Regions from separate parts of the Mus musculus genome. Here all the other regions are linked to region 1. Evidence: chromatin contacts called from public HiChIP or PLAC-seq and promoter capture Hi-C data. All regions are on one chromosome and are shown on one strand. Each heading gives the region's core, a stretch centred on a gene start, on an enhancer-like site or on the middle of the called end of the contact. The rest is flanking DNA. Distances are from core to core; before and after follow the strand shown. Region 1 holds the start of Stx16 (syntaxin 16). Region 2 overlaps Rab22a (RAB22A, member RAS oncogene family). Region 3 overlaps Vapb (vesicle-associated membrane protein, associated protein B and C). Region 4 has its middle 29 kb from the start of Ankrd60.

What was found. Promoter capture Hi-C pulls out the DNA fragments that hold promoters and counts their contacts. HiChIP or PLAC-seq counts read pairs in DNA pulled down with a chosen protein or histone mark.
Region 2: an H3K4me3 HiChIP or PLAC-seq map of bone marrow-derived macrophages shows a contact between it and region 1, with 4 times the contacts expected there. The contact joins the enhancer-like site here to the promoter of Stx16 in region 1. A contact is called at or near these places in 4 of 39 promoter capture datasets (cranial neural crest, embryonic stem cells, frontonasal cranial neural crest and 1 more), 26 of 484 Hi-C or Micro-C datasets (B cells, CD8 T cells, the G1E-ER4 cell line and 21 more), 23 of 115 datasets of contacts at active chromatin or transcription factors (the 230-238 cell line, the NIH/3T3 cell line, T-cell acute lymphoblastic leukemia and 18 more) and 2 of 9 other capture datasets (adipose tissue and liver).
Region 3: a contact with region 1 is called in a promoter capture Hi-C map of embryonic stem cells, with 2.5 times the contacts expected there. The contact joins the enhancer-like site here to the promoter of Stx16 in region 1. A contact is called at or near these places in 18 of 39 promoter capture datasets (the 3T3-L1 cell line, 3T3-L1-derived adipocytes, the C10 cell line and 13 more), 4 of 484 Hi-C or Micro-C datasets (the G1E-ER4 cell line, pre-B cells and uterus), 13 of 115 datasets of contacts at active chromatin or transcription factors (the NIH/3T3 cell line, astrocytes, craniofacial prominence and 10 more) and 2 of 9 other capture datasets (liver and pancreatic islet).
Region 4: an HNF4G HiChIP or PLAC-seq map of pancreatic cancer cells shows a contact between it and region 1. The contact joins the enhancer-like site here to the promoter of Stx16 in region 1. A contact is called at or near these places in 4 of 39 promoter capture datasets (cranial neural crest, embryonic stem cells, frontonasal cranial neural crest and 1 more), 11 of 484 Hi-C or Micro-C datasets (B cells, the G1E-ER4 cell line, brown adipocytes and 8 more), 22 of 115 datasets of contacts at active chromatin or transcription factors (the SCID.adh cell line, T-cell acute lymphoblastic leukemia, bone marrow-derived macrophages and 15 more) and 3 of 9 other capture datasets (adipose tissue, liver and macrophages).

What each region holds. Positions count from the first base shown.
Region 1 is chr2:174,074,793-174,080,290 of GRCm38.p6, reverse strand. Stx16 (syntaxin 16) reads right to left here and starts at 3,240. Exons shown (of 9, transcript NM_172675.4): 1 at 3,102-3,240. The coding sequence starts at 3,233.
Region 2 is chr2:173,676,372-173,681,582 of GRCm38.p6, reverse strand. The region is part of intron 2 of Rab22a (RAB22A, member RAS oncogene family); the gene reads right to left. Among named protein-coding and RNA genes, the nearest start is that of Rab22a, 19 kb to the right of the region's middle. Within about 2 kb of position 2,207, at least 61 of the 459 cell types and tissues checked have an H3K27ac peak or open chromatin away from gene starts, as enhancers often do. A contact at or near this core is called in the 230-238 cell line, B cells, CD8 T cells and 4 more, where this site is marked.
Region 3 is chr2:173,755,654-173,760,946 of GRCm38.p6, reverse strand. All of the region lies in intron 1 of Vapb (vesicle-associated membrane protein, associated protein B and C), which reads right to left. Among named protein-coding and RNA genes, the nearest start is that of Vapb, 21 kb to the right of the region's middle. Within about 2 kb of position 3,311, at least 5 of the 459 cell types and tissues checked have an H3K27ac peak or open chromatin away from gene starts, as enhancers often do. A contact at or near this core is called in embryonic stem cells, where this site is marked.
Region 4 is chr2:173,604,685-173,609,976 of GRCm38.p6, reverse strand. It overlaps the pseudogene Ppp4r1l-ps. Among named protein-coding and RNA genes, the nearest start is that of Ankrd60, 29 kb to the right of the region's middle. Within about 2 kb of position 1,501, at least 40 of the 459 cell types and tissues checked have an H3K27ac peak or open chromatin away from gene starts, as enhancers often do. A contact at or near this core is called in neural stem cells and pancreatic cancer cells, where this site is marked.

The DNA.
Region 1 (5,498 bases), core at 1,991-4,490:
CACACCAAAATCAATGTCTACAGTTTGGTCTTCTAATTAGAAATTTAAATTTCCAGGTAATGTATTTTAAAAATCAAATTCTCTGGCTTGGTTACTTCCTTTTTAATTATCTAAGTTTAAATATGCATCTACAAATTGTCTCTTTTGTCTTAGGTGACTAAGACAAGTTTATACTTTTAAGTTTTTATTTGCAATTTTTCCAAGCTGAAAAATCTGCTGGAAAAAAGAAAATAGGAAAGTAATGTGGCTAAAGTCCCTGGGGTAAGCTGCACCTCTGGAGCTCAGTCAGGAGCTCAGCTTTCCCGCTCCCTTTACCTTTGAAAGCAGAATATATAAAGTGAGCGCTCCTTTAGTATTAAGCATTTCAAGATATCTAGTACAATTAACAAATCTAATTACAATTTCTAATATCTTGTCCATATTCAAAGCTGATCAATAAACTTTTGATTTACTACATGATTTTGAAATCTGCAAGACAAAAATGTGGTTCTCAAATTTGTTCTGAGCTAGAAGCACTGTATGCATGATGTTGTAGTTTTCAAAAATTGTCTTAAGCATATCTTTTCTTTTTACAAAATATTTATAATGCTTTTTTGACTTCCAAAAGAATTATTAAAAACTGTAATCTCTATCCTGTTAATATCTTGATATTCTTGATTATTTTGTGTGCAGAAATAGTTTGTGGAAAAACCTTATGAAGAAATTGAAAATTAACAGTCGGAAACACAGAGAAAAATGCAGAAATATGAAAATGCACTTTTGTTTTTTAAATTGTAATTTAGGTAGACTATTTTTGTTGGACTGAAAAAAAGCTGGGGTTTTTTTGTTTTGTTTTTTGTTTTTTTGTTTTTTTTTTTTGGTGGGGGGAGGCAATCTAAACTGAACACACAGGTATTTCCACGGACTTGAGTCCTTTTTAGTTATCTAAGAAAAATTCCAGAAGCACCGGCTAATAAAAGCATCCAGTATTTTCAGTAGTGTGACATATGAAAATATTTTTAATGTTCTTGACTTCAACATGAATTTTAGCTGTACTTATAAATCACTTTCAAAAAAACTGTCTGAATTTGTTAAATATAGCTGTATATTTCTTAACATTGCCTGCTTTTCCAAACCACATATTATTTTAAACATTTTAAATTATTTTATTCCATATATAGATAGATAGATACACAAACAGATATGTTCAAATTGTCTAATTTAGAAAAATATTTAAAAAGTAATTGGACACAGCAACGTGTTTTTGAAAAGGTGCCGGTCCAAGATACTGTGTTTTAAACTCTCTGAATTAAGGGTCAAATTTTTTCTCTCAGGTAATCTAAAGATTAAAGCTACTTAGAACTTTACAGAATTAAAATTTAAAAACCAAACAGTATCTTTTTCATCAATTTAAACAGAGACCCTGGAAGCTTTAGCGTGGGTTTGGCTCTGTTTTGTTTTGTTTGTTTTCCCCCATGAGGTAGCATAAAATTAAGTCATAAAGAACAGGAGACCTTTATTTAACATAACTGAAGGCCCACAGATTATATTCATTCACTATTTCTCCGGTTTATTTCTGGAGACTCTTTTCAAAAACCACATTAGAATGAACACATTTCCATGCTAAGATTTGTTTCCTACTTATTTCTATGTAATATTATTTCTTTCAGTCTAAAAATGTAAAACATCCTTCAAATGTAAATGTAAACAAAAGCCCCAACACACTCCGAGCTAGTTTTCTATGCCTTGGGACCGAAGTTAACATCCTGCATCCTTTTATCCTTAAAACTGCTTGCACAGAATAAAAAATCCCTTTTCTGTGAATAATATGGTCAAACATATTTTCCACCGTGACCTAAACAGGGACAACTGTCCTGGCAAGACAGTGACAATCACGATACACAGCTTAGTTTTTCATTAGCACTTCCATAAATGATAAAAGGAAAAAATTAAAAGGCAACTGTTTAAAAGGCGGGAAAGCTGCAGCGTTTCACGAACTATGTTTCAAATGCAGCCCCTAAGGTCGTGGGGTGACCGTGCATTCCCCCATGTTTCAAGGCTGCTTCCATTCAAACCTTCCCTTTTCAATTAAAGGTATTATTACAAAGCTAACAATATTCATCTGGCTGCACCATTCAGACCCGCCCCCTATCTGAGAGAGCAGGAAACTGAGGCTCTGGAAGCCAAAGCCTCCATCAAAAACAAACCAAATACAGCAATCATACTGGAACATTGCTTTGAAAAAGAACAACAACAATAACAAAACCCTACACTGCTAGGCGAAGTGAAGTTCTGGTCAATAAAATCAAAAGCCATGTGCTATTTTGGGGGATTAATTTTCACATCCGCATCATGTTGGTTCCTTTTTTTGTTTTGTTTTGTTTTTTTAAAAAAAAGTTCGAATGGAGAAGCTTAATTTCCTGTGTGGGAAATGGAAAATGAAGCGCCTAGCACCTTGCAATCTCACCAACATGAGTCCTCGGAGGGGGGAGGGCGGGGGGGGGGGGCAGCAAAGCAATTACTCCTAGTGTACATGGCCACACCGAGAACTAGGGCCATTGGAAGAAAAATAGTGGGAAAGAAAATGAGCTGAGCTGAGCAGACCACACACACACACACACACACACACACACACACACACACTCCTTCCTGGGGGGGGGGGGTCTGCAAGGATTTGAGTCAGCTAACCACCCACCTGGCCCACAGAACCAAAGTGAGGCCATTGCAGGGGGGGGGGGGGGGAGTGCCAAACAGAACAGAACAAAACAAAAAGAAGGTTGGAGAAAGGCCTAGGTTCCAAGTCCTCGTGTTAAAACATATGTAAATCGAGGCTGCCCGACGGATGGTGGGGGAGGAGGACCAGGAGGCCCAGGAAGTGAGAAGGCAGGGCAGGGGTTGATACTGTGGTCCCCATTGGGGGTTGCAAGTGCCCCATAAGCCATGGCCGTGCTCCACTTCCTTCTGTATCACACTCCTAGTCGTCGTCGCCTTGTTATTGTTGTTGTTCTTTTTTTCTTTTTTTTTTTTCTTTTTAGACAGAGAGACAGACAAGAGACAGACAGACAGGCAGAGCCGCAGTGCACACGGTGTGTGTGTCTGGAGAGGCCGCCAGGAAGACTCACCGCAGCAATGCTACGTGAATGCAGAGGGCTGGAGGTGGTGTGACTACTCACTTGCTCGGCTAACAGCTGCCGGGTTTGGATGGAATTATTCCGCAACAACAAGAAAGCGTCGGTTAAACGCCTGGTGGCCATTGTCTCCCCCTTTGTGACCCCCCCTCTCAGGGTCTCCCACCCCCCCTTGTAGTCCTGATTTGTTCACTTTCTCTCTTGGTCTGGCCTAGCTGATTCCACTCTTGCACAGAAATCTCTCTTGACAAAGCCTTAGGCTTTTCACGGCGCGATTTTGCAATCCGCCTAAGCGCGGAGACCCCTCCCCAAATAACCACCTCGCCTTTTCCAACTGCCTGACTCCCCCTACCCCAAGGCTGGCTCGGATCTCAAAGCACTCGAATCCCCCCAATCCTAGCGTCGAAATCAAACGTCCTGGAGACCCCTCCCCAATCCCAGCTCGGATCCACAAGCGCCTGACGCGCCAATCCGGCTCGGGGATGGGAGAGACCCCTACCCACTCACTTCCTAAGACCTCCCCAAAGGTGCTGGCGCCCTAACCCTAACTCAGAGCGCCTGCGTGCCCGGCATGTGGCTCTAACTCCGAGTTTGGGTTAACTCTCCTCACAAAAGGCCTGCTCCAAACAGGCCGAGCCCACAACGACAAAGGAGCGTCTACAGCTCCCATATAGTCGCCTGAGCCTACTGAGGCTCAGCCCGACCTGACCCCTCTCTTTCCTGTGCGGCCTGCTTCTCCACTGCCAGGAGGCTGCGGGCCTCCACGAGGACCTCACGGCCTGCCTCCCCCAGCCTCCTCACTCCTCTTCACCGGCACCCTCCATCCCGGGATCAGGCTGCAACCCTGCCCAAGGCCGCTTCCGTGCAGTGGTCCCGGGCTCTAGCATTCCCCCGGCCCTCTTCCTGTCCGTTCCTCGCGGGTGCCCCCCTGCGACATTCATGAGATTGCTTGCAACGTTCCGGGAGCGGGAGCTCCCTTATTGCCCTGCCCCGGGATGGGAGTGCTCCGCCCTCTCTGGGACAGTTCCCGGGGCGCCTTCTTCCCCTTTTCCTAAGAGTGTACAGACTCTGGGGCAGGCGTCCTGGCCCCAAAAAACGGCTTCAAAACCTTGGCCCTGGAGCCGAAGACCACCACTGGGGTCCAGGCAATTGTAAACTTCTAGTAGGATTGTCAGGCAGGCAGAAATGTGGAAACGTGGCTCTTGCAGAGCCTAGTCCTGCGCGGGGGCGGAGGAAAAGTGGAAGAAGTCTGCCTCTGCAGGCCAGGCACGCTCCACTGCAGGCGCCTGGCGCTGCTGAGATGGCCTTACCTTTTTATTTTTTTATTTTTTTTCTTTAAACTGTGAGAAAAAAAAAAGTATCCGAAAAACAACCAGGCCAGGGAAAAAAGAAAAAAATAATAATAAAAAAAGCTTGGGCGCTAGGCCTTGCTGGCCTTACTGTGGGCAATAAAGAGTGGTCAGGCATCTACACTTGGGCACTACAATGTTGTGCCCAAGTGGGAAAGGTTCCTAAACTTAGAGACAACCCCTCAGCCCCACTCCCCCAAAAAGTACTTTGTGTTGAGGTTATGCCCACGTTTCCTCGAGCTGGGGTTTCTGGTCGCCTCCCAGTCTCTGGAACCATGCATCCCACTCGTTGCTACCCTGGCTTGGGGGGTGGGGGCGTCTCCCAGGGCCCCCCAGGGCTGCAGCTGCCGCACTCAGTGAACAGCAGCTCCGGAGGCTGGGGTCACCGGCAAGCCTGGATGACAGACCAATATCTGCAGAGCGACTTTATGGGGTGTCTTGCCCTCAATCTTGCTCTCAGCTTTGGGATCAGATTGGGAACAGTTTGGCCTGACTTGAGGGTCCCCTGCCTCTCCCGGGTGCCAGGAGGCAGGCGTGGGAGCCGCGCGTAGGGTCAGGCTCTTGAGCCCCGGGTGCTTTTGCTTTTAAGAGCGGGTGCTCCTGTGCTTGTGTGCAACAGTATCCGTATGAAAAGTATCTTTGAGACACATAACACAATGAATGCATGGAGGAATCGAGGCCCGGAGAGCAGCGGTGCGAGCTGATAGAGAAGAGATGATTCCGATGCCGAGCTCCTTAAAGACAGGGGCGCCCACTCCCCCCGCAGCGGTTGACGATCAGCGGGGGCTGCTCGGAAGGTGACAAACAGCCCAGACCCCGCTGGGGCCATAGAACCAAGCACTCTGCTGCTCCAAAACCACAGGCCCCGGGTTAATTTCGTGGAGGGAAATAAGAGGAACCCTGTGTGCAGACCCCAGGGGATATTTGTGCAGTGAGGGAAGAGTTCCGGCAGCCCACCCTGCTGGTGAGAGCTGACCCCAGTCACGTGGCAAAGCCCACTCCTCCTCCTCCTCCTCCTCCTCCTCCTCCTCCTCCTCCTCCT
Region 2 (5,211 bases), core at 958-3,457, 400 kb after region 1:
AAGTAGTTACATTATTTCCCCCAACTTTCATGTACTCTTCCATGGTATCATTCTTTCTCAAATTTTTTTTCTTTTCTTTTTTATTAATATTTTTTATTATATATTTTCCTCAATTTCATTTCCAACGCTATCCCAAAAGTCCCCCATACCCCCCCCCCCACTTCCCTACCCACTCATTCCCATTTTTTTTTGGCCCTGGCGTTCCCCTTTACTGGGGCATATACAGTTTGCGTGTCCAATGGGCCTATCTTTCCAGTGATGGCCGACTAGGCCATCTTTTGATACATATGCAGCTAGAGTCAAGAGCTCCGGGGTACTGGTTAGTTCATAATGTTGTTCCACCTATAGGGTTGCAGATCCCTTTAGCTCCTTGGGTACTTTCTCTAGCTCCTCCATTGGGAGCCCTGTGATCCATCCAATAGCTGACTGTGAGCATCCACTTCTGTGTTTGCTAGGCCCCGGCATAGTCTCACAAGAGACAGCTACATCTGGGTCCTTTCGATAAAATCTTGCTAGTGTATGCAATGGTGTCAGCGTTTGGAAGCTGATTATGGGGTGGATCCCTGGATATGGCAGTCTCTAGATGGTCCATCCTTTCGTCTCAGCTCCAAACTTTGTTTCTGTAACTCCTTCCATGGGTGTTTTGTTCCCAATTCTAAGGAGGGGCATCGATCTGTATTTTCAAGCTGTTTCACTGCACTTTATACAATAATTAACAGTGTTAATGATGTGTTTATAAAAAGATAAAGAGAGAGGGGATATATTCTCTGGGGGTGTAGTCAGACGTGGGGTAAGGGGAGGCCTCAGCAGGCCCATGCTAAGGCATCCATTCCCCCTGAGGAACCAGTCACACGCCAGTATAGTATAGAATAAGAGTTTATTCAGGGCATTGGGAGGGGAGTTAAGAGGGTAGTAGAGTCAGAGAAAGGCAGAGAGCATGTGGAGAGAGAAGGGGGAAGGGGGGGGGGGGGAGGAAGGGAGCAAGAGCCCAAAAGAGCAAGAAAGGAACAAGAGATGGGGGAAGAGACACAGCAAGCAGTCCCCTTTATAGTGTGGGTCAGGCCTACCTGGCTGTTGCCAGGTAACTATGGGGGTGGAGTTTAGACAGAATGCTAACAGTCTAGGGAGCTCTCTGTAGGACAGAACCCTGGAAGTACAGTTGCTGGGCAAGACTGAAGGAGACAATCGCTGCACACAGGGTGAGAAGCAAACCTTCAAGGGAGTTTCCCAGCTTGGCTGATTAATTTTGATGCCATGTGCCATGAGATGAGTCAACTGACCTTCCTTTACCTCAACCATCTTGTGAAAGTGAGGAATAACTTCCCAGGTGTTTCCCAGAGGTTCATGTATTTAAAGCTTTGGCACCAGTATGACCTCACTGGGATGTGCACTGAACCTTTTGACAGGTAAAAAGGGGTTGAGGGTCCCTCACTTTTCATTTACTGTTTAGCCATGAGGTCCCGGAGCCTACCCTGCTGCACTCTCTCAGGATGCTGTGCTGCACAGGACAGAAGCAACACACAAGAGGGTCAACTGAGCATCCAGTGCAGCCTCCAAAACGATAAGCTAAAAGAACCACCCTTGCCTTTTGTAAATTAATTATCTCAGCAATTTTGTTATAGAGACAGAAAAAAAATGCCATTTTCTGTCCCTATAAAGATGGAGCTTTACAAAAACTGTAATCTATTGAGGTATAGTCTTGGTTAGCCTTGGGTATAAACTTGACACAGCACAGAAAAGTCTAAGTGAGAGTGAGGTCTTGAGTGAATATATATATATATATAATATACATATATATATTATATATATATAAGCCATCCCATCATCCTTAGGCAGTTAGAGCTGGGGTGTGAGAACACTGCAGAGGGGCTGAAAACATGCTCAGCTGTTGACAACCATCTCTCTTTTTTTTTTTTCTTTATTTACATTTCTTTCTTTTTTTTTTCCTTTTCCATCTCTTGTTCTTTCACAGCACCCTAGCTCAGTTCCTAATATTCCCAACAAGTGTAACTTTAGCTCCAGGGGCTGGGATACCTTTTTCTGGTCTCCATAGGCATACCCCACAGAAAGATACATGCACACACACACACGCACTAAAAATAAACAATCTTAAAAAAAATGAAAACAAAACTGAAACTCTGAGCATGAGCCTGTGAACAAGGCAGAGAGAGGGTGAGGCAGTCAGTAACGCTCCCCTCCCCCATGGCTCCTGTCCCTCAGTGATGAGCTGTCATCCGATGTAGCTGAAACTCTTTCTTCCCCAAGTTGTTTTCAGTCAGAGTGGTTTATCACAGCAGTAAATGAAATGAGAACAGGTGGAGTTGATGTACAATAAAATGTAGTATAATATTTTCAGGCCAATGAATTTTAAAACTTCATAGTCTCATGTAACTATCACCCAAAATAATATAGTCACAACATTTTCCAGTCCTAGAAATCTTCCTCATGTACATTTCCAGTTCATTTTTGCCACTAAACTGATGATGGAGTGAGTGTGATCCTGAGGAACTGAGTGTGAATACATAGCACCTTGTAGAAAACTGTGTGGTAGGCCATGTCTGTAACCCAGCAACCCAGCACTGAGGAGAGGACTAAGCGCACTGGCCAGCCAGTCTACCAAGACTGCTGAGCTTCACGGTCCAAGGGAGACTTTGTTTCAGAAGATAAGGTGGAAAGACATTGAAGAAAACTTGGATGTTGACCCCTGGTTTTCACATGCTGAAGCACACATATGCATGTTTCTGGTGCTACTCTTATGACCAGGCTTAGCAATGCTTGTATGTGTGCTATATACTGAGTAATGATATCCTCCTTTTAGACCTCAATCATGTGATAACCCTTCAGTCTCCAAGCCTGGACTTTGTCCCCATTAGAGCTGTTAGACTGGATTTTCACACTTGGAGAACAGGGTCTTCATCCCTATTCAACAGGAAGATTCAGAAAATGTAGGATTAAGGGACTGCAAAGTGGGTGTGGTGGTTCACACATATAATTCTAGTAGCTGGGAAGCTGGGGCAGGGGGAATCACTGCATGTCTGAGGCAAGCCTGGACTACATAGTGAGTAGTAAGTCAACCTGGGTTATAGAGTTTGACCATGTCTAAAAAATAAGAACAAACCTTCAAAGGGATGATCTAAGTCTCAAAAAGAAAAATTGAGTCTGAGCAGAAAGATGGGAAGAAGTTAAGAGGAGCCCCTCACATCTGCTGCTGGAAGAGCTCTTTAGCAAGATTATAAACTGTGTTTACAGTCAAAATAGGTTTTGGATTGTGACCTAAGCATAACAAAGCTCCCTTTGACTATGTTTTTATCTAAAGGCCTGGGAACCTGTGCCATACATTCTGTAAACCACTTTCAAGTCTTGCAGCCAATAGCAGGAATAAGTGAACATTTCTACCCCATCTTTTACATCTTTGAATAGTGTAAGTAGATGTGACTTCAAAAGCTACCAAATTCACATAAAGAGCAACTAAGACATGGAGTTGCTGCTCTGCAGAGAGGCTGGTGGCTGTTCTGCGGTGTGCAGTACCATCCTCCTTTTACATGTCCAATATTCACTCTTAATGCTGTGTTTACACCTATGTTTTAATAATGTACTTAATAATATTTAATAAACCTCAAGTCTGCTTCAAAAACAAAACAAAAACAACAAAACAAAACAAAACAAAAAACCAAACTAACCAAGCAACAACAAAACAGAAGAGGGCTTAGTGAAAAGGCTTCCTGGGTAAAGATGCTGGCCGGCAAGCCTAAAAATTTGGTTTTCTCTGCAGGACCCACACAGAAACTTTAAATTGTCCTCTGACCTCCATATATGTGCTGTGGCATAGGCACTCCCCACACAAAAATAAGTAAAGGTATTTAAAAAAAAATTAAAAGGTACTAGATATGATGTGGTGACTGGAATCTTGGAGACAGCAGACCAAAGGACCAAATGCATTGAAGACAAATAAGTGGAAATTGTATAAGCCTTAGAGGAAAAGTAAAGAGATGAGAAAAGGAGACGTCCGGAGCCTCCTTGGCTTACTGAGCACGTTGCACACACAGAACTCCCATATCACACACGAGACAAAAAAAATGGGGCAGGAACAAAACAAACAAACAAAACTTCTAAAATCACTGTAAGTAATGTCCACATTTTGTAAAAGTCAAACTTCAGGTCCAAGAAAGTTGATGAACCCAGAGGGTATTTTATATTTTGTGTGTCAAGATAAACTGGCCAAACAAGAGGTAAAGAGTGGGCTCCCAAAGCAGTCAGAGACTAAAGACAGACATTCCCTATACAGAAGACACAGGCAGGGTGAACTGTTCAGCAGAAACACAGATATCAGGGCCCTTCCAAGTGAGCAGTGCATTTTAAAGTGCTAGAAGAAGCAAATAAGGAACTGTCCAAGCCAGAGTATCCACCCTTCCAAGTGAGAGAGAACCTCTGCAGGCTGTGAGGCCAGAGGCTGCAGGAACTAACAGTGCTTAGAAGGCAGATGGTGTGAGTATCATAGTACCAAGGCAAACTGAAGGGAATGCAGAGCCTAAAGATGGAATGTGGAGTTCATGAGTCCTGGTAAACTTACACAGCATCACACACTGTGCTTGAAGAACTAATGGGCCCAAATAAAACATGGGGCTTCAAGGACAAACCTACAATTAATTTTAGTGGATCTAAAACTTGTCCTAAATCAACACCCTCCTACTCATATTAATGTCTTGATGAAATAACACAGTGCAATTAAATGAAACAATTGCAGCTGGCAACATGACCCGACCATGAACATATTGAATATCTCCTTAATATCCTTATGCACCACACTCTTTCTCTTGCTAAGGCACTGCCATTTAAACACAAGCTCAGAAGCACAATGGCGGATGTCTGTGACCGCAACACTCAAAAGGCTGGAGCAGGAGGAATGTAAGTTTAAAGCCAGCCTGGACTATGTAAACAGTTTCCGATCAGTGTGTGCTACATGGCAGGACTCATTCTCAAAAACAAACAAACAAACAAAAAAACATAAAAATACCTTCAAACAACAACAAAAATCACAAATCTGAAGTACCTAGAACAGAATGTAGGTGAAAGATGGCAAAAGGTATCACAGGGTGGACAAAATGGGTGTTCTGAGAAGCCAAACCCTCCAGAAAGAAAAACAAATAGCACACCTTCTTTAACTTGCTCAATGAAGAAGCTGAAGCTCAAATTGTTTAAAGTAGCAGGAAC
Region 3 (5,293 bases), core at 2,062-4,561, 320 kb after region 1:
AGAAGACCCAACAGACACTCGACAGCGCGCTCTAAAACGCTTGCAGTGACTCTCAGCTCCTGAGGGCAGGGTTATCCTTTGTCCATCTCAGTCCCCAGCCCTGTGTCTGGGCTCAGTAAAGGTCTCCAGACACATGCACCAAGTAACTCAGGGTTACTTCCTGAAAAGTGAGTGCCTCAGGCTGGCTTCCTCTGAGGTACTCAAAGTATGAAATACCCACTGAATAAAGGCTTAGCTTAAACACAAATGGCGGCTGGGCTGAGAGGATGGGGCTTGAGTCCAAAATCAAGCCTACAGCACCCAGTGCAGCTCCAAGAAAGCACTGAGCTGTCCACATGTGATAGATGTCCATGACAGGGGACAATCTGACCATAAGACAATTCCCACATTTGCTAATGGACAATCTTATCCATAAGAAGGCCCAGACAAACTGCAACCTCACTGTGCCAAACACGAGCACTCCCAACATGGCTACTCAGCTTGGCTCTGTCACACAGTGGTCACCATTCATACTCATGCAACTTCAGAGTGCAAGCCTGGTGCCATGTCCATACAGGAACCCAAGGTAGGTGGCAACTCAGTGATAGTACCTGCTATTCCATCAACCCCTCCTCTACTGCCCTGGGATGCACTTCGCTGCCTGCAGGGATGCATGCATGCACTGCAGTACATGTGGCAAGATGGCTAGCATTTGACAATCATTTACCTAGAAGCTCTTCTCATATCAGGGACAGCACCATGGACATCTAAACACCTGAAGAGGTCTCCTCCTGCTACCTATCTTTCAAGAAGCCCTGACCCTGGTCCTCTTGGAACCAGGCTGAAGACAGGAGAGAGGACTTCCTGAAGGATCTGGAATGCAGCTACATCCAGAACTGACTCCACTGAAAACCAACCCCTCCCCCCACTGGGAAAGCATGGGAGACAGCTAGCCTTGGCCCAAAGGGTTTACAGCCACAGGGAAGGGGAGCTGGATGCTGGAGGCAACAAGTTCTTGGCCTCCAGAGAGAAATGAGACACTAGGTGTTAAGACAGTCCAGGGGTGTGTGGGATAGCAGCTCTCTGGAATTCTACCCTATCCCACCTGCACTGCATGCAGGCTGACTCATGGGAAGATAGGAAGGCTGATACCCCTTTACTTAAGGTGGGGATCACTTCAGTAAGCACAGGCTATAAAAAGGAGAGCTAAAAACAGCTCTGCTTTTCTAGGGCCAAAGACAGTGGTAAGCCCTACAAGCCTGCACGGGTACAACTCACAGGCATGAATTTCATAAACCAGCAAACCCTGCTCTGCAAATGTGGGTATTCAGGGAGTTCTAGGGGCAGGGGCGGGGCGGTGGGGGAGTCACTCATGAAAGGGCCCGTCTCCAGCATCAATAGGCCTATGGAAAAAAGGCCGGGCACAGTGTGTCATGCCTATTATCCTGAATTTGGGAAGGTGAAGGCAGGAAGATCAGAAGTTGAATGTCATCTTTTGGTACATGACAAGTTCTAAGCCAATCTACAATACAAAAATAAGCCCTGTCTACAAAAAACAAACAAACAAATAGGAAAATATACAGACTGATCATTGAGCCTCAAGTGCGGACATACTATTAGTTCAGGTATATAACATACCCACCACAGCATACAGACATCCCACCATGGAGAAGACAGAACACTTACTATGCCCACCACAGTTTCCAGTGTCTCTCCTTCGGCTCCCCATTAAGCTGGGGTGGGGAGCCCAGTTGTAGGCTTCACCAACGTCTTCTGGGATTCTATAAACATAAGCTAGATTCCACTGACTGAGCACGCTGTGGCAAGTTACCCAGGTCTGCCTATTATGTGGCAATATAAATGGTATTTCAATTTACATGAATCACATAAAAGATGGCCTAAATTATTAAAAGACAAGCAATATTGGTAGCAGTGAGTGGCATTTGTCCCCGAGCACCCCGCCTTGGGTCTGGTGCTCATCTGTAGACCTCTGGAGGGAGCTGTGCTGGAAATATATGCAGTGCAGACATGACTGGGAGAGCAGCAAAGTCTCATGGGTAAAAATCAAGGCATTTTGCAAAAGCAGGCCAATCCTCTTCGCCCCACTCTGGGCAATTTACTTCAAGAATTTTATTGAAAATAGATTCGATTTGAGTAATTACAGGAGATAAACCGTGTTAGTGCTTGCCTTTCCCCTGCACTAATGAATTAGAACACACAAAAACCTCAATAAAAATGATGGGAAGGCTTATGAGCATCATTCAGATTTTTCCTAGTCACTTTCATTTCATAAAACTGCCATTTCCATTAAAGCGTTATGTAAAAAATGGGATTTTATTCCACAAACATGCATATTTATCACCAATGAACTTAAACATTGCTTATAAAATACAGTCAATTTTACAAATGAAATCTTCAAAAGTTAAGTTTTTTTTTTCTTTTAAGAGATTGAAAAAAATGATTTGTGTCTCCAGAGTGGGAGCACATCTCATCCTTTAATTACTTTCTTCCATGTCCTCTATCCCTTGGTCCAGATATCTGTGTGAAATTAGAAACTCCACATCTCCCAGCAAGAATGAGCACAGAGCAGCAACCCCAACCTGGAGTAGATTCCCGATGTGTGTGAACATTCTCTTCTCCTATGGAACAGGCTGGATGGATTCCTCCTTCCCCTTGTTACAGCTGTGTGCACCTGCAAGCACTTACTAAGGACGATAGGATGCTCATAACCCAGCACTGACTACTAGAACATGAACCCCACTTGTTCTCGGGGGATCAGATCCAGGAAAGCAGGCCATAAACCACCCGCAGCCTCCCAGGCCCTGCCGCTTGCCTGTCTTCTTTAAATTACTTAAGAAAGGACTGAATTCCACCTGACGAAGAAAGCAAAGATCACAGACACAAAGAAACACGTGTATTTATAAAAGGCGACGGGGAGGACGGGTCTTGAGTTGCAGGTCACAGGACAAAAGCTCAGACTTAAAGCACTATCTTAAAGTTCAAGGGAGGAGGCTCCAGGTGCTGAAGTTCTCTCCAGAGACAATGAGATTCAAGCCAGGAACCAGTACCCGCATGTGTAATCCCAGAGGCTGAAGTAGAAGGACTGTGAGTTCAAGGTCAGCCTGAGCCACACAATGCACACCAGGAAATTCCAGGCTACAGAGTAAGATCCTGTCTCAAACAGAACAAAACAAAATAAGAAGACTAAATAAATTTACCAATCAAGAAATATCCAGGTAATACCTGAGTGTTTCCCCAGCTTCCCACGGACTGAACACTTTTGGTGACTGTTGCCCAGAGAGCATCATTAACATGGAACTCCTCCTGCTGGGGACTCCAAACACCAACTTCCCAAGACAGCGATGTTCACATTCAGCAACTACACAGGCCACAGTGAGAAGTCCAGGGGCTTGGGGCTCAGCCTGGGCCTTTCTCATCTGCAGAATTAAGTCTGTTTTAAGACTCTGCCTAATAAGTGGTAAGACTACATGATGGAAGAGGAAAAGAGAGCATTTTTCATTTTTAACACAGCAATTCAATCCTATTAGAAAGTAAAGATTGCCTTGTCTGGGCATGATGGCTACCTCTTCTTTCCCAGCTCTCAGGAGGTAGAGGCAAGTAGATCTCTGTGAGTGAGTTCAAGTCCAGTCTGGTCTACACAGCAAGTTCCAGCCACCCAAGGCTACATAGTGACACCCTGTTTCACAATGAATAAATCAATCAATCCTAAGTAAGACTCCCTGAAGGTAACATGGAAGGGAATCTAAATGATTTAGGTGACTTCTTAGGGAAACTAGCAAGGTGGAATTCAAGGAAGAATCAGTAATGAGCTGGACTTCATCAGAACTCAAAGCCTATGGGCTGGGCAGGGCTCTGAAGAAGGGGTGCCTAACACTCAAGAAACCCCAGAAACCCATCCCCAGCACTGAAAAAAATCAAATAAATAAAAATAGAAACATCTGCCCTGCTGAGGAATATTGCCCACAGGACGGAGGGACAAGAGCCACAGACCAGAAGGGCTGGTGTGAAAGATACACCCAATAACGGGTCATCTGCTGAACATATGGAGAACTCCTGAACAACAGCAAGGAAAATGCCACCTGGTTTAAAAACAGACAAAAGAGCTTCAGGCATCGCACTAAACAAGGTGAAATCACAACAAAGTGTCACCACTTCTTCTTTGTGTGGCTAAAGTCCAACGCTGAGCACCAAATGTGGGGCACACACAAGGCCACCAGACTTACATTGGTGCTGTGGAACATGGTCTATGCAGCCACTTTGAGGGACAGTCAAGTATTTTTTCCTTTTCTTTTTGTGATTCTATTCAAACTTGAACTGAGGGGCTCGCACACGCTAGACCAGCCTCTAACTCTGCGCTGTACCCTCAGCCCAGCTGGGTGCATTCTTTCTGGCATTCTCTCTTCATTCCCACACTGTAAATGAAGGGTTAACAGCCTCACCAGAACGATGTCCACCACAGAGGCAAAACAAAGTCCTTCAGAAGGAGAATACAATAAACTATGGAACATCTAGATGTAGATAATAGTAGTAGTAATATTAATATTAATAATAATAATATTAATAATAATAGAAGAAGGAGGAGGAGGAGGAGGAGGAGGAGGAGGAGAAGGAGAAGGAGAAGGAGAAGGAGAAGGAGAAGGAGAAGGAGAAGGAGAAGGAGAAGGAGAAGAAGAAGAAGAAGAAGAAGAAGAAGAAGAAGAAGAAGAAGAAGAAGAAGAAGCAGCAGCAGCAGAAGCAGCAGCAGCAGCAGCAGCAGCAGCAGCAGCAGCAGCATCCACAGAAAGGCATGGCAGGAACTCAAACTCATATTTTAAGTGACAGTCACCATGCCACCATGCAGTGTTCTGGAAAGGGCACAACTACAGAGAGGGCAAAAGGTCCTGGGCTGACAGTGAGCACCTGCCAGCCATCGGCAGACCCCAGGGTAGACAATGAGCTTCAGTGGGCAGCTGCTTTGTTGGGGGCTTCTTTTTCTGCACAATCTCCACAAGCCACCACCGTCTATAGAAAAGCTGTATTTTATAAGAGGAGCACGGGGCATGCTGGATCCACGTGTCCAGTGGATTCTGTTTCAAATGCACACAGGCGCAGGTGCACAGGGAAGAGTGGCTGACCCTCTGTTTGGTCTCTCTTCCTCTTCTAGAGCTCATGAAATCCTAGCTTATAAATATGCATCCTTCCTGTGTAATTTATCTCCTGGTGTGTTTTTGAGCCTTTGAAATTCACACCGCATGTACTACCACACAAGTTACACACCACCCTGACATGCAATAATCCGGGTCTCAGCCTTCCA
Region 4 (5,292 bases), core at 252-2,751, 470 kb after region 1:
TCCAGAGCCATCCCAACACTATCTGGGACTTCTGTATTAGTGTCCAGTCTCACAGGTGACAAGACTGAAGCTCAGGCAATGAACCATGGGGCTGGAGATGTAGACCCTTGAGCTGGAGTCAGGAAACCTCCAGTGTCACCATCAGCCTGTGCCCTCTCATCCCCCATTGCTATCCCCTGGGCCTCAGACAGCTGAGTGTTTGTGCACATGTTTGCTGTGTGTTCTGTCTTCTGTGTTCCCGGATCTGCCACATGGCCCCAGGGAGAACATAGTTGAGAAGCAGCGACCTCCAGGGGCTGCCACTGGGGCAGGCTGGGGGTGCAGAATACAAGGGGACAGGAGAGGTCAGAGTCCTGCAGACTGGCCCTGCTTGCTACCCTTCCCGATGGCTTTCCTGTCTCCTCTGGCTTGGCTGTTGGCAGACCAGGCAGTCCTAGTGTCGAGTAGCCTTTGTGGCCACAGCCTTGGGCCTTGCCCTCTTGTGCCCTGCTATGGAGTGACCATCCGTGACAAGGTCTGTTCACTTCTGGGACCCGTTACAATTTTCTTGCCTTCCTCTCCTGACAGTGAACTGTTCTCTATAAAAATGGGAATTTTAGGTGCTTTCGTCTCTAGCTGCCACTGGTGCCTTTGCACCTGATGCTGATCCATAGTGGCCTTGGGTGCGAAGCATCGCGTGTCTGCAGTACGCGCCGCTGTGGTGAGGCCCAGGCTTGTACAGCAGCAGAAGCTGTCTCTCACTCTGACACCTGGCCCAGTGGGCCAGACGTGTGTCCATTCACCAAGCCCCAAGAGAATAAATGTCCTGTCACCCGCTGCCTGTGCTGATGGTGCGCTGAGGACAGCGGGCACCTCAGACATGGTACAACCCTCCATTGTCACCCTCTGCAAGTCACATGACAATTATGAAAAATACACAAAAATGTACATACGGGAGGAATGGTTGCACCAAGAGGCTGGGGCTCCCTCAGGCAAGAGGGGGGGGTGGTTAAAGGGCAGACCCAGAGGAATATGGAGAGTGCGGTGGGAGGCCTGCCTCCATCCTGAGAAGGCATCTACCCCATCTCCTGTTTCACCTTCCACCATTTTCCCTCCAGGTCAGAAAACCCAGCCAGGAAGCGCTACTGGCCCTTCTGGAGCAAGGTCTCATTTCCCAGTGTGACATTGAAGGCTAAGTATGTCCTGCTCTGCTGGAGCGGTCTGCTCCCAGCCGTGATGATGAATGCAGGAAGGAGGCCATGAGCGTAAGTCTTCCTTGGGAGTGGCTTGCACAGCTGGTGGCTAATTCAGGACTTGAATTCTCACAGGAGTTGAACTTCAGGCATGCACCATTCTCTGAGTTAGATGGTCAGAGTTTATTCAGGAAAGTTTCATGGGTAACCTTGATCCTGTCTTTAGACATGCTCATTCTTGGAGTACCAGGGCTGGAGGAGTCTCAGCCAAGTGAGTGCCAGTCACCAGCCACTTACACTGTTGACACTGCTGCTGGGCGGGATGCCCAGTCTTACAGTAAAGCTCAGTCTAGAGGCGTGGGGCCCACGATGGTGTATGAGGTAATGTGTTACACAGTACTTAGTAAAAAAAAACCCTTTGCTATATCTAATGTGTTATATAAACATGTTAGACCAGGAGGGGTGTGAGCAGTAAGCAGTCCCTGATGGGTGGGGTGGCAGCACACTTGGAGGGGCAGAGGTGTGTGCTCAGGGGCCCTGCCAGCTTGGTTTTCCATGTAGCATCCAGTGGTAGCAGGCTGCATACCACTATTAAGGGACTGTATAGGCAGCCAGGGCTTCCTCCTTCCTCCTTCTTCCTTGGTAGGTGGTGAGCGTGCTGGCTTCTGCTGTACTTACCCAGTGCCCCAGCCCGGCCTTGCTTGTTCTCTGTGTTCAGGGACCATCATGAGCCATCTCATTTCCTTTGGCAGCTGCCCCTTCACTGCCCTGTACAGATGAGGCTTGTGTGCTTGACCCCTTCCTCGAATTATGGCTCAGAGCTGCAGGATTGGTCCAGCCTTTTAGGAAATAATTTTGCATAAATGGTTTTAAAATCCTAGGCCTGGGTGATGAGCACAGGGTGAGCAGAGAGCTGGTCTCTTGTTCAGAGAGGAATGACGTGAGAGGAAGGAATTATCTCCTTCCCCAAAGTGCAAAAGCATTATACGCCATGTAGCTAAAAAATTATATTGCAGTGTCAGAACATTTGGCAATTATTCTTCATTTATATAAAAGTGTTTTTTCAACTATGCGTTAAAGGTCTAGATTTTTAAACTAATTTAATTTTTTGCATATTCCATATGTTTATAAGATGAATCAGTCTGAGGAATAATTGATTATTAAAATTCAAATTCTCCAGGGTTCTTTTATAAATTTCAAGTTTCTCTAAAAGAAATTTAATTTACTTTGCAAAATGAACCTGGATAATAGCATTTAGTCGGGGTGTTTGGCAGTTGAGCAGTGAACTTTGCCAAGTAGATCTCCGTTTTCATTTAGAACTCTGTCCAACGGGTTTCCAAGGTCACAGCTGGCACTCAAACACCTTATCCCTAAAGACTGGCAGTGCCGAGGGCACCAGAGCCGAAAGCATTGCTGCAGGATTCACTTTATTTTGTCTCCAAATACTCCATTCTTATCAGCAATGTCTGTCCCAGCCCTCAGCCATTTGGAATATAAAGCAAGCCTCCCGTGGAGTAGACAGTCCGATCCCACAGCGAGGGCATTTGCAGAAGAAACTGCTTTCTGGCTTGTGACTCTGAAGCCCTACTATGCACCGCTTAGCTCTGCTCTCTTGTGTCTGGAGGGCTTGCTTACCTTTCCATGGACCCCACAGGAGAAGGAGGTATTGTGCTCTTTGCCCCAGCTGTGCTTTGGTTCAGTTCTTTTCCTGGAGCCTGGAAGTTAGGGGGGTCCTGAACACCAAGAGCTTGGGGGCTGCCATCTTCTCAGCTGGGAAGTGGAGGTGTGTGTAGCATGAGGTGCTTTTATTTGAGGAGTACAGGCCCACGTATGTGTTGTGGAGCTCCCCAAACAGAATGTTGTCTGGTTCTGTGGGTAATACCCCAAAACGCTGTGGTAAATACTCAGGAAGCCCTTGGCTTACAGATGATGGAAGCGGCTCTCTGGGTTCTGTGTGCCCTGTGTTTGGATATTGGGACATCTGTATACACATCAGCACATGCCAACTCAGAAGGAGGCTGCTCTGCGGGAAAGGACTTGTCACATGGAAAACACACACATCTGTCTTCTCCTCAGTTTTCATTCTCGTTGGGAATCGTAATCAGTCAATTGTGATGCCAGCAGCTTAGGTGCCTGTATGACGGGGACCGTTACCTCGCCTGCAGTACCAGTTAGACCACGCAGCCTTCCTGTGGAGACCAGGGCTCAGTTCTTGGTAGATCACCTGTGTACTCACAGTGCTTTGTTCACATCTTTCCCGACACCCGATCACTGTTAGTGACACTCTCCTCTCTGTCATCACAGGCTGCTGCATGTCCATCTCCTTTCACTTAGCAGTTGAGTTATAAAGTCCCATTTACCTGTCCCTTGAAGTGGCAAGCTCTGACCTGGGGTCACTGTGGCCTTGTGCCATCAGCACCCAGCACAGGCCAAGCCCAGAGCCCGTGCTGAATAAATGTTAGTTGTCGGATGAATGGATTGGTAAAAACGGCGAGAGCTGTATCTTGTAATTATATCTAGACAGGATAAACAGGCCACTGGAGACCAATTATAATTCCTCTTGCTTGCAGGGAGGCCATTAGCATTCTGCGATTATAACTAATTGTCAGAAGCCTGGTTTTCTCTCAACACGTTTTCACAGTAAGGCTTCCTCATTTTTTGTCGTCATCCCTATTTTGAGCTCATTTTTATTTGTGCATTTATTTAAGAAGAATGCTGTGGTTATGGGCTGTAAAGAATAGTTGGCTCCAAGCAACTCAGTGAAGATCGCCATTCCACACATGTGGTTCCCAGGGCTGCTGGGATGTCATGTCTCGTCACTGTGTGCTGCCTTCTAATGACTCTGGATTTGTCTTATATGGTGTAGTAATAAGGTCATGTGGGTGTGGTGGTCGAGAGGAGTGGAAAGAGATACAGGGAGCTCTTTAGTTGCCCGTTACCCTGGATACAGAGGTCTCACATCCTCATTTATTGTGGCTGTCACTGAACAACTCTGCTCAGCGTTACATCAGAAGTCTGTGTCCTCAGAGCTTGAAGGCAGAGAGAGGCCTTTTCCTTATTTGTGTTCTGGGCTTGGATTACCCTTCCCTCACCCCAATTAGATTTCTCTCTGTGTGTGTGTGTCCCGCTTTGCTTGTCTGTGTACAAATTCTCAACAGAAGATGGCTATATTACCCACCCAGAATTCTTTACTGTACTCTAGCAGTGCTGTGTCCCTGAGAAAGATGGAGCTTGGAGAGAAAATGCTTCCCTCCCTCCCTCCCTCCCTCCCACTCTCTCCCCCTCCCTTTCTTCCTTCCTTCTACTTTTTCTTGTTTACTTATTTTGAGATATTCTTTCTAAACATTTGGAGATAGCTTTTTTTTTTTTCTTTTTTTTCCTTTTTCGAGACGGGGTTTCTCTGCATAACAGAATGCTGGCTGTCCTGGAACTCACTTTGTAGACCACTCTGATCTTGACCTCACAGAGATCTGCCTGCCTCTGCCCCTCAAACTGATGGGATTAAAGGTGTACCTCACCAGGCCCAACAGGAGGTAGCTTTTGATTGAGCTTACAGGAGAGTTAGAAGAATGGAAGCTGTGTTCTCCCTCCCCCTTCTCTAGGAGCCTGTCACTTTGGTTTGTGTCATCCTTTCTTCTCTGTTCACACACACACACACATGCATGTATACATATGTGTGTAAAGCATGTGTGTACATGTGCACATATGTGTGTGTGTGTCTATACACACACATATGAGCCATTTGAGACTGACTTGGAGACAAGATCATTTGACATTACGCAATACAAGAGCGTTGAAGTCTCTCTTGGCCCTGAGTCCTCCTGTCTCCAGTGTCCTGACCTTAAACACTTTCTGAATCTTTAGATCTTGTAACCTGGGAGGTCTTGACACAGTGTAGGCCAGTTCCTTGGTAGAATGTCTTCCATCTTGGCACTGCCTAGTGTTTCCTTCAGGCCTCATGTTAGCCTCTGTTTCTTTGACAGGACTGTGGTAGACATGACATTCTCTGGCTCTGTCACAGCAGGAAGCTCAGGCCCCAAACCCTGTGATGTTGGTTTAGGTGTAGTGAGAGTCAGGCGAGTGCCTTGCTTCTCCACCGCGCCCACTGCTCTTTCCCACC